2 separate regions of the Hordeum vulgare genome follow, and region 2 is linked to region 1. Evidence: chromatin contacts called from public Hi-C data. All regions are on one chromosome and are shown on one strand. Each heading gives the region's core, a stretch centred on a gene start, on an enhancer-like site or on the middle of the called end of the contact. The rest is flanking DNA. Distances are from core to core; before and after follow the strand shown.

Evidence for each region. A called contact is a pair of places that touch in the nucleus more often than the background predicts.
Region 2: a Hi-C map of leaf shows a contact between it and region 1, with 4 times the contacts expected there. The contact joins the promoter of LOC123397258 here to the promoter of LOC123400140 in region 1. A contact is called at or near these places in 5 of 6 Hi-C or Micro-C datasets (leaf, seedling and an unstated tissue) and 1 of 1 datasets of contacts at active chromatin or transcription factors (embryo).

What each region holds. Positions count from the first base shown.
Region 1 is chr5H:147,836,951-147,842,932 of MorexV3_pseudomolecules_assembly, forward strand. LOC123400140 (LIM domain-containing protein WLIM1) reads right to left here and starts at 2,475. Exons shown (of 5, transcript XM_045094559.1): 1 at 2,133-2,475; 2 at 1,922-2,018; 3 at 1,798-1,841; 4 at 1,356-1,439; 5 at 632-1,091. The coding sequence starts at 2,273. The coding sequence ends at 867.
Region 2 is chr5H:148,250,796-148,256,777 of MorexV3_pseudomolecules_assembly, forward strand. It overlaps LOC123397258, which reads left to right and starts at 2,303. Exons shown (of 1, transcript XM_045091880.1): 1 at 2,303-3,172. The coding sequence starts at 2,469. The coding sequence ends at 3,128.

The DNA of each region.
Region 1 (5,982 bases), core at 1,225-3,724:
TTTTAATATCCTGTGTTATAAATGGTTTGCCGGTGATATCTTAAGATGTTTCCATACTAATGATGCGACACCCTACATTGTAATATATTTGTATCTTTGGATGCCTCCTTTGTCAGTTAATTAAGCATAATATAATACTTCTTCAGTACTGTATCCCCAACACTATTATCTATCATTGCTTGCTTCAAACTTGCTAGAAAGCTTTGTTCTATCATCGATGCATAAAATAATAATATCATTTGTACATCTTGTTGTAATGTCCCTCTCAGTACTGATTAATTAATTGGCCTCCAGATTTGTGCCAGTTCTTTTTTGGGGTACCAGCTCATTTCTTTTCTGTGGAAAGCTTAAAGTTGTTCAGAGTTTTCTTCTTTTAGACGTAAAAATGTTTTGCTCCTATTACCTACTCCCTCAAGTGACCTAAAACGTCCTACATTTGTCTACAGAGGAAGTATTCTTTAGGCCCTGTTTGGAATAGCGTATTTTGGTAGAATACACCTGTAAAAATTACAGGCCTCCGCCCGTCGGTTTCATTTTCCACTAGAAATCAGTGTTGACCAGTATAATACGGGTGTAAATCTGACACCTCTGTATTACAATACATTGAATCCAAACGCAGCCAGCCAGATGATAAATCAACTTACAGTTCTCTTGCTTGTATGCGCATTAGACGTCTTCGAACCAGGTAGAGATATTTCAACTCAGATATAACAAGGTTTACATGCGACAAGGCAATAACATAATTGTCTTTGGAAATGCACTTGATCTCGATTGGAAAAACTCAAAAGAAGCACGCAGCAGAAAGATATACTGCTCTGGTGCAAATGCAGAAGGGCTCGTTATTCATCTCTGGATATCCTCAAGGACTAATACTCCGAGTCTTCATCATCCACTGACCCGGCACTTTGTGACGTCTTGTCGTGATCGTTCTCGAGCTGGCTGAAATTTCCCTTCTCTTTGATCAGCTGGGTGTGGTGGTGCTTGCAGAAGAGCTTGCCCTCGTGGGCGATGTAATTCGAAGGGCTGATGGTGCACCCTCCATGGCAGCATTTGAAGCAGCTCTTGTGGTACATGGTGTTATTGACAGTAACCTGCAGAGTTGGTGCGGGTGTCATGATCAGAGCACTGTTATGTATGGAAACCAAAGAGGTATGAACAATACGTCCGCGTCGCCTTTTCTTATCATAAAAAAAGATGATGACTAATTGAATGCCCAACTTGGAAATGCAGCAGATGAATATGAATCCAGCAACATATTGTTAAGTAAAGGAAACTCCAGCTAAAAAGTAGTACGTCCAGAAGATAATAATGCAGATACTTAATTGAGACATAAGAGTAGAAGAAAATAATAGTACCCTCTCAATTGGATAGACTGTCTTGCTGCATCCAAAACATTTCTCTCTGGTGCCAGCAAATGCGCTCGAGACTTTAATAGCATTCTGCCAAGAAAACATCCATGATAAGCATCACCAAATGTAGCCCACAAAGAACAAAGGATCAATAATGCCGATTAGCTGCACGATTTTGTCAATATTCTCCTTATCAGTTTGCAAAACGTCATACATTTCTATTGAACTAAGTTCCCTATCTGTTGGGATCCGGCTTTGCACTCTCTTTCTTGTTAATGAATACATGGAGCTCTTTTGCATGGTTGGAAAAGAAAAGAAAATCTATGTATGTTTTGGACCATCTTGGGTGTGTGTGTTTTGGATCATCTTTGGAGAAACAAAATAAGTAGTAATGATCTACTACGCTCCGCAAAGAATAGAAAAATGTTAAGAGGGGATTAGTGGATACCTCATTCCCAACATTCCTTTCTGGCTTGACAACCTTTGGAGTCCCTGAATCAACATTTCCCCATTACTTTCTGAAAGAATTGCAAAGGAATGCAGAGACGACATGTGCTAGTGGTAGTCCGTACCTTCGAAGCTCTTGTCGAGGCTCCCAGTCCTCTTGAAGAGCTGGTCAAAGTGAGGCCTGCAGTAGAGCACCCCTTCGAACGAGTTGTAATTCGCGAGCTGCGTGACAGAAGCATAAATTTTGTTTGTTGCACAGGTTGAACAAGAACCGATATCTGAAACCGAAGATATGAGGCAGGAGGAGTGAGGGGGAAGGGGAAGCAGCAGTAGTACCTTGAGGGTGCCCTTGCAGTGGTGGCACCTGAAGCAGGCCTTGTGGTAGACCCGGTTGTCGGCGGTGAGCTTGTCGACGAGGTACACCGTCTTGTCGCAGGCGTTGCACTTGGTCGTCGTCCCCTGGAACGAGGTCGCCATTGCCTCCCCCTCTCGATCTGCAAGCTGCTGCTCCGATAGACGGTTGATGGTGATGGTGAGTACCTCGCTCCCGACAAGCCTTAGCCTTGGGGTGAGTGATGATTATATGGTGGTAAATGGCGTGGCGCGGTTGGTGGTGGCTATTGCAGGGCAGGACAGCTTGGGCGAGACAGGGAATAATGTCGGGGGTGGCAGCGCCAGAACGAGGAGCGGAGTAGAGTAGTCAAGTGGGAATTGTAGCGACTCAAGGAAACGAAAAAAGGTGGAGGTGGTTGCGGGAATTTGCGGAGGGGCTAAGCAAAATCCACGTGCTGACTGGTGATGACGTTGGCTGCGACAGGAGAGTCGTCCACTTCCAACTTCCAGTGCCTATACCTACAAAAACTTACAAAGGTTTACTTAACCTTTCAAACTAACTCTTCTCTCCTCCTCTGATTTTCAATGGGGATGGGGCCCCTCATCCCTTAATTACCAATCACAATCTTACACATCAGTTTGTACGTAAAATCTTTACGTAAGCCTTTGTAGGTGTAGCATTACTCCTTCCAGTGAGGAGAAGTGAGAATGCAGTTGTGGTGGAAGGTAAATGCCAGCTGATTATCATTCCTGGGGATTTGAGGGAGCTAAAAGGCCACAATATTTTTTATTCTTGACATGTTCTCTCACTCTCCCTCTCTCTCTTTTTTTTAACATAGTCCAGACGCAAGCATTTATATACATGCGCATATACTTATCCCTATAAACGCACACACGCATACTTTATCCATATAAACACCTTTGAAAGATTAAACCGACATATCATCTTAAAATTTACGAAGTCGTCGTAGGGCCTCGTCGTCGACGAAAACTTCTTCCATTGAAAACATATCGCCGAAAATCTAAAATAAATTCAAAAATAATGCAACCATCAGAACTTAAACCCTCATGAGTTGAACATTTTTTAACCATCCAACCATAGATTGGTTTGCTTTCTCTCTCTTGTTAAGAGTAGTAATCTGTAACGACTAAGATGCGGTCCTTTTCGATTTAGGGAACGAGGCCCTAAAATGGAAAGAAGCGCATCTAAGCGTCTCGCAAGCACGATAACATAGCACATACATAATAATAGAATGACAAATAGGGATTCATCTGCCATCTCATAAATAATCTCAGAGTTTACATCCCGCATTTATTCAAACAAGGTAGTTCCGCTACGGACTACATAACATGAGAAAAGGCTATGCTACCCTGCATGCTTGCCCACGATCACGACCACGCCTCAGTCTTCTGAATAGGTCACGTACAAGCGGTCGTTCTCCTCATTGTACTGCCACGCCAGCTCCGTGCCGTCGAGATCACCTGTGTCGGGCGTACCTGTACCTGTTGGTGTGTTGAAGTAATCTGTGAGCCACGGGGACTTAGCAATCTATGACCTCGGTGCCAAAACTAGTCAAGTTATTAGGTAAGGAAGGTTCAGTGTATAGGTTGCAGCATCCTAAGCATTTATGGTGGCTAACTTACGTAGAACAAGTATTGAAGGTGGTCTATTCTAGCGGTCGATGATTAGCCGATCACTAAGTGATCCTGAACACCTACTTACGGCAATCATAACCCCACCGTGTTCCCGATCGAAGAGAGGTCTTCGAAGGGGACAGTCACGGTTACGCACATAGTTGGCAATTTTATTATATTAGGTTCAAGTTATCTATAACCGGATGTTAACAAATATTCCAAGTTGCCACATAACCGCGGGCACGACTTTCCGAAAGAATTAACCCTGCAGGGGTGCTCCAACTAGTCCATCACAAACGGTCACGGGCCGCAAAGTAATCCTCTATCACGAATCTCGTAATCTCATCGGATTCCTTAGAGGAAAAGCTCAACTCTGGGGAGAACCAAAGCTTCATCGGGATTCCTATACGCAAGATATATCGCTAAGGTAAGACAAGACTAGCAGGACCTCCCATCGTGTCGACGACCCCGATAAGAGTCGCGTATCTCAGTCTCAGGACACGACGGATGAGCGACGCGTACAGTGGCCTGATAGAAATCTCTCAAGTTGCCCTGAGTTGGCCCCGCACAGTGCTCTAGTTTGGACCAACACTCATGAGGAGCACTGGCCCGGGTTGTTGATTAATTCCTCGGGGTAGCTATTCCCTATGCAGATTATTATTAAGTGATTAAAAAATTAACACCAATGTTGGGTCATGCCGGACAAGTCTTAACACTACACGATTTATCAAGGGGTTCCCCATAACAACCCCGAACGTGTTAGGAGCGATTAGTTATGGAATCAAACACCGGTAGCCGGAAACTAAGGCGGCAATAACGGAACAAAACACCCGGAAAAAGGCTAGGCCTTTCGTTATTTACCAAGTATATAGGTGCATTAATTAAATAACAGATTTAACATAATGATATCAAGCTCATGTTATTACATGAGACAAATTCACCTGCAACTAGCAACGCTAACATTACTAGCTGAGCAAGCCTACTTAGCCATTCAATATTTGCTAGGAGGGGAAAGTGTTTGGGTTTTATGGCAATATCAGGAGGCAATTATTTCAATGGTATGCAGCGAGCATATGACGAAGAAACGTGAATCTAGCATAACAAGTCTAGAGATGGAATCAAGGTCATATCATCTTGCCTGTGATGTCCTCAGCTTGGAACTGTTCTTGTTCGTCCTGCACGTACTCTCCCGGATCCACGTACTCGCTCTCCGATCCCGGTGCTACCCAACATAAGAATATCACCCAATGAACAACAGCACCACAAGATGCAACAAGCACATAATGCATGAGATGAAAATGAACATGCATCTCTATTCTAGTCACTTGCACATGCATGAGAAGAAAATACAAGCTCCTGGACAAAACTGTACTCTAAGCTATCTTGACATGCATGAGGATGACATGAACAGATGCGTCACACAAAAATGATGCAAAAACATATAAAGATCGTTACGAATGGAGCTACGGATAAACCGAAACCAACGAAACAAGAAATGGACTCCTACATATCAAATCCATCACAACACACTCCAATGGCATACTTATGGTATTCCCAGGTTGCCAAATCACAAAACAACCAAGTATGGATGGGGTGGTGCAAGGAATATCACTACACCATCAACCATGCACTCACAAGCATAAAAACATCAAAACTATACAATCTGCCAAAAACAGCATCATAGCAGTTTGAGAGCTACATGCAAAGCACCTACAACCACCCAAATGTGCCAAATAGGATATGTGGCAGAAGCTATTCAAAAGCTCTACAAGCATGAGCAAAAGGATAATACAAAAAAGCTACACACAGAAAGATCTACATTTGCTAACTTGGACAAAAATATCAGCTTTCACGGACTTGGTGAAAATCTCAGATTCTCACTAGCTGTTTATGCTCTGAAGCATTTTGACAGCTCCCAAAACAATATCTACAGGAAGCCAAATGGAATGAAAATTGAGAGAGAGCTAGACAAACACAAAATCTACAACTTCCCAGTTGATTGCAGGAGCTGATTCCCAACACATGAACTTCTACAAGCACAACTACAAGGGAAGAAAATAACAGCAGCTTCTCAAACTTAGTGAAAACCACAGATTTTCACTAAACTGGAATTTTCAGCCACATGCCTACTTTGACTAGGAACAACTTGCACACATGAACTCCTAAGCATGAAAAAAAACCAACATGTTGTAGAGGGGTTCACCCTCTACTGCCCCAA
Region 2 (5,982 bases), core at 1,053-3,552, 410 kb after region 1:
CCGAACGACCGTACGGATGATCCAGTTACACTAGAAGTTGTATAGTATTGGGTTGGCACTTAGCCAGATGATCCGGGACCTCGTCCGGATGATCCGGCTAGGCTATAAGTGTTCTCGTATATGGTTGGCATTTAGCCGGATTATCTGGGACTTTGTACGGATGATCCGGGCTTTGTCCGGATGATCCGGGACCTGGTCCATATGATCCTGCTAGCTACCAATATTTGAAACATAAATCATGTACGGTCTGGCTAAGTAGTTTTCCTAGGGATATTTGGTCTTTGTGGACCATTTAGTGAGACAACATATGCCACGAGATGATGACCAAATGGGTGATGTGTCACCATGATGCAGCTGTTTGCAGGTTGGCTTCGGTGATGGAGCTCTACGATGAAGTCGGAGTCCCCTGTTCGGGGGCAAACGGTGATGACGATGACACTTGCGACTCCTCAGCAGATGTTTTTCTTTGCAGCTCTCTGTTCCATGTCGATGGCGAGGTTGGCCGGTAGTACCCATGTCATTTGGGTTGGATTGTATCGGTTTTAGCATGGTTTTCTATTAATTAACCGAACCATTCTCTTTTTCTTAAACAATGAAAATGGCAAGCATTTTCCATCAGTTGAAAAATAATAACACAAATACTAAAACTAAGGGGGCTGCTATGCATCCACTAAACATCCGCCACCTGGATGACCGTCCGATCTACGCGCACAACCATCAGATCCGCGCGTGCGGGCACCCAGTAATTCCTGAAACGACGGTCGAGTTGCAGAAACAATCGCTTTGTTGTGAAAAAATAAACTTTGGACCCATTAGTTCCTAAAACAACGGTCGAGTTCCAAAAACAATCGCTTTGTTGCAGATTTTTTTTCTTCGTCTTTCTGCAACACACGTGTTGTTGCCGGAGAAATTTTTGCGACACAGGTCATGTTGCAGAAAACTTTTGCAATAAATGGTCATGTTGCAGAAATTTTTGCAACCGTTTGTGGTGCGGAGGGCCAACGAGCGTCGGGGGCGAGCGGTTGGCGGTGTGGGGGTGGGGGAGGGCCGACCGACATCGGGGGCGAGCGGCTGGTGGCGCGGGGGATGGGGGGAGGGTGGGGGGAGTGGAGGGCCGGCCGGCATCGGGGGCGGAGGGGCTGCGGCAGGAGCGGTTGGCAGCGGTGTGCGAAGGGCCGACCAGCGTCGGGGGCTAGCGGCTGGCGGCGCGGGGGTGGGGGGGAGGGAAGGGTCGGCCGCATTGGGGACGGAGGGGCTGCGGCGGGAGCGGCTGGTAGCGGGGGGCGAAGGGCCGGCCGGCATCGGGGCGAGCGTCCGACATCGGGGGCGTAGGGAAGGGCCGGCCGGCATCTGGGGCGTAGGGGCGAGCAAAGGAGAGCGGGACGGCACGGATCCGGCGGCGTGGGGCACCGGTCGTGAGCGGCTAAGCAACTCCATGGCACGTGGCAATGGGGACTCGCCGAGAACGGGCGGAGGAGAAGGGGACGGAGGTGAGGAACCCCAGCTTCAGGACCGTTTCGTGAAATAATGCTCGAGTTTCAGGAAACGGTCGCAGCTAGGTCAGTGGACACGGGCATGATTTCATCTGTCAGGTCGAGGCGAAATCAACGGACGAACGGGTGGCGAATAGATTGCACGGATCAACCGATGAAGGTAAGAGTTTTTCTAAATGAAAGTTTAAATTTTTATTGTTTATCACAAGCTTAAATGAACTCGCAAGCAGACTATGACTTTCAGTTGCCACCGCACTACTAGGCCACACCCTAAAAGCACGTATGCGTGCATTACACGGATATTTTGACTATAGGGTTTAGAGTATAGGGTTATCGTGCATTACAGGGATATTTTGACTATAAGGTTGCTCTGGTTATCTAATCTTCTAAATTATAGCTTTAAAAAATATCTTTAAAAACAATATTTAAATATGAATTGAACAATATAATTTATAATGACATTGATTAACAGTTTACTAGTCAGATTCATAAGGAAATTTTAAATAAAAATATACGATGGGACTGATAATCCGGACCACGGTAGTAGTAGCTGTATAACGCTGGCGGTCAAGCGATAGCTGCAACTCCCGAGGCACAGGGAGTCACAACTGATCCGACACGTGCATCATGTCCGTCCACACCTGTTAACACCACAGTTTACGCCCGGAAGCTTCGCGCCAGCGCCACACGGAAACGTTGAGCTGCGCACGGCCATGCACGATGCGCCGTACTCTGCTCTCTCACGCGTTCTCTTGTGACTCATGCCACTCCTGTCCCCCACCAGATCTAAGCCCTACTTTGCTTGCTGGTATAAATAACACAAGATGCATGTAGCTGCAGACAAGCAGAGACGAGCTCGATCGTCCAGCTAGCATCGGCGACACTCAACAGCCGCGTCGATCGATCGGAGCTGCACGGGACGCAAGCTAGCTAGCGCGAGCCGGTGGTTGCGTTGTACACTGACATCAGCGATCCATGCATCTGCTCCACGGGTCTTCTATAATGATCGGTGGCAGCTGCGGCGGTAGAGCTCTCCGGCGAGTCGACAGCTCCCCGAAGCCGTCGCTGTGCCGGAGCGACGCCATGAAGAAGAAGAGGAGCAAGAGGTCCAGACTCTCCGCCGCGCTGCGGGAGCTCAGGCTGGCGGCCAAGGCGAGGGACAAGGAAGGGCTCCTTCAGATCCTCGTCACCGGACACCGCACTAGCCGCGGAGGATCCGGCAACAACGAGCGCACCGGCGGAGCATCGACGAAGCGCAGTGTGGCTGGCATGGGCGACGACCAGCGCGCGACACTGCGGTGGCAGGGAGGCGGCGTCGATGCAGCCGGGCGTGCCGATGGTCCTCTTCTTGAGTTGGGGAGACCAATAGCAACCGGGGAAGCCGCCGGCGGCGGCCGTCGTTGGCCGAGCTGGGCGCTCGCAGTGGCGCTTGTGCTCGTCCTGGCGTGCGTAGTAGCGCTTGGGACGTCGCCGGCCATCTGTTGCTGCACCTGCGCGGCCTGGTTGTGCGGCGGCTGCGGCGCGCATGAGCATGCATCTGACCGGCGGCGGGGCGGCTCCTGCCGTGGCAGCGTTAGAGTAGTCCGACCACAAGCCGGTAGTACACTGTATCATGGAGAGGTCGCCAGTGGGTGAACTGTATGAATTTTTGTCGAATGGATGAGTTTTGCACATCATTTTTTCTATGGGAGAATATCACATTAAAATCAGCGTTCGGTGAAAACCACGACAAATCAAAAATTTAAAGTTACAAAAAAATCTACTCCCTCCATCTCACTTTATAAGTCCGCTACGTGTACCTAGCTAGGTCATTAATTTGACCAACTTAATGATAAACATATATTATAAAAAATATATGGAAGTGATCTGCTCCGGCGCGCAGGCCCAAACTTTCGGCCGGTCGCGCGTGGGCCGCAGGATCCACCAACCCCCGCACGTCCGCACCGTTGGATCCGCATGCAACATTTTTTCTCCTATGCAACAAAATTTTGATGCGATGTATCAATTTTTTCAACTGTTGCAAAAAAAAATTGTAGCAAAAAAATATCTACGTGATCGTAGCAAAAAAACGAAGCTGATGATACGTGGTAACAAAAGTCAAAAATCGGTTATAGCAAATATTTAAGTGACGTGTATGCAACTTTTTTAATGAACGATTGCAGCAAAACATGATGCCGGTTGTAGCAAAAAATAACACGGTTGTAGCAAAAGTAAAAAACATCGATTGTAACGAAAAATCTGACGAACTGAAGTTGCACCCAAACATATACGCAATTTTTTTACTGGGACAAAAAATAGTAAAAAAATGCTTACAGCAAAAATGACACTGGTTGTAATAAATTTGGACGAAAAATGTTGCATCCATTGACCAGCGAAATGCGCAGATTGAAAAAATGTTTGTAAGGGCCCGCGCGCGTGAGGGACGACCGGCGCGTCGGTTCGGCCGTCGCGCGGGTAGGAAACGGTTCCAAAAATATATCATTAAAAACTTTAGGTGTTTTATTTTCTAATAATATATTTTTTATATTAAACAATAAAATTTATATAAATCAAATTGACTACGTACGTGCGTAGGTGTCTTCTATGAGGTAGTAAAAACGATGTACAAGATGTTAAGAGGGTCATGTACCATACAAAGATTCGAATGCAAACAATAAAAAATCAACATTGTGCGCAATCTGCATCTCAAACGCCCACTAATCGAACCTTAAATTATCGTTTTCACTACCACTACCACTACCGGATACCTCAACAGCTCAACTACAGGTCCCCGCATCCATACAATTAAGGATCCAGGGCCGCGAACCAACAATCCTAGGTGTAATTAGTTACTTCTTTAAGAAAAAGCTACTACCTTCGTCACAGTTTTAAAAACACAATTAAATTTACGTGCATTTTCATACTAATAGATAAGATTTAGGCCCTCTTTCATTAAAAAGTCCTAGGACTTTTTCTAATTCCAACTAAAAAGTTCCTAGTCCCTATCCGTTTATTTTCAGGGACTAAACAGAGACTAGAGGTCATTAAATGACATATAAAAAGACCATGTTACCTCTAGTAATATACTAGAAGTTATTAAATGACATGCTAAAAGGAAGGGCATTGTTGGAAAAAAATGTCAAAATTTTTTAAAAAGTCCTTCCCGTAGGGACTTCTTCCTTTAGTACCAAATACCCCTTTTATTCCCTAAAAGTCCCTCATGTTTCTTTCACATGGGACTAAAAGGGCCTTTTTTAGTCCCTACAACAAAAAGTCCCCGTAAAGAAAAAAACCCTTAAGACACGTTGCATTTACTCCTAACAGCTAATTACTACTCCGTTGTACTACTTGTATATGCATGTGTAGTGTGAATGCTATTTTTTTAACTTATTTCACAGCCAATCAATAACCACCTAGGTCCTAGAGAATTTCTATACATGTCTTCTAAAACCGTGATGGAGGGAGTATAATTTTTAAATTGAGGGTAAGAATGAAGATCCGTTTTCACGGCTTTGCTTCTTACGAAGAGCTCTTCAAAACTAGATTCTATGTGGATAGATTTTGATAAACATGTTTTTGAACAACTTTGAATGATATTGAGACAACTTTACTGCTATAGGAAAACAACTTTTTTTGCCTATTAGAACTGCCTATCTGGTTGATTTTTGTATAAATGAGAAAATCACAGAAAACATGAGACGTATTTAGTGCTACATACAAGTAAATTCATTGCACTATGTATAACTCTGAATCTTGCCAACATTATCTCAACTTCTCAATTGTTGGTGTTCAATTGCTTGTCATTCATGATTAGTTATGTGTGGTTGATGCTAAATCTGCCTACAAATACTATGAAATTGCCAAACATTGATGCCTAATGGCCTATTAATAACGATCAGTTGTCTATGGTTAATGCTCAGTTGTCTATAAACACTGTAAAATTGCTCAACTTTGATGTTCAGTTATCTATTATCGATGGTCAGTTGCCTACAATTGATGCTCAGTTGCATATAGATACTATAAATTGCATACCATTAATGCCCAGTTGAGTGCTATTTGTAAATAGTTGCCATAATTACACTCGAGTATCACAAAAAAGTTAGCAACTTTTAATGTGTTTTTGTGTAACTCCAGTGCATTCAACAAGCAACTCGTGTGTATTTTTCATCATTATATCTAGCGATTTCAATGATTTCTACGAGCAAATCGTGCAAAAGTTGAACAACTTGTGTATATTTGTGGGCAACTGTCTGATTCGCCCCCTATGAAATTTCTCAATCTTGTGATTTGTCATGACTTTTGTAACTAGTCAACACCCGTGACCTGATTATTCAACACATGTGTGCTCGATATCATAGGCGGGCGGACTACCTGCATCGTCCAAGATGCGATACTATCCTTATTTTGGCACGAGGCCTCGACAGGGATAGAAGCGCACCTATTCATTTCGCAAGAATTGTATATCGTTACAAGTACATGTACATAAGAGATGAGTATATGGAATTTGCTT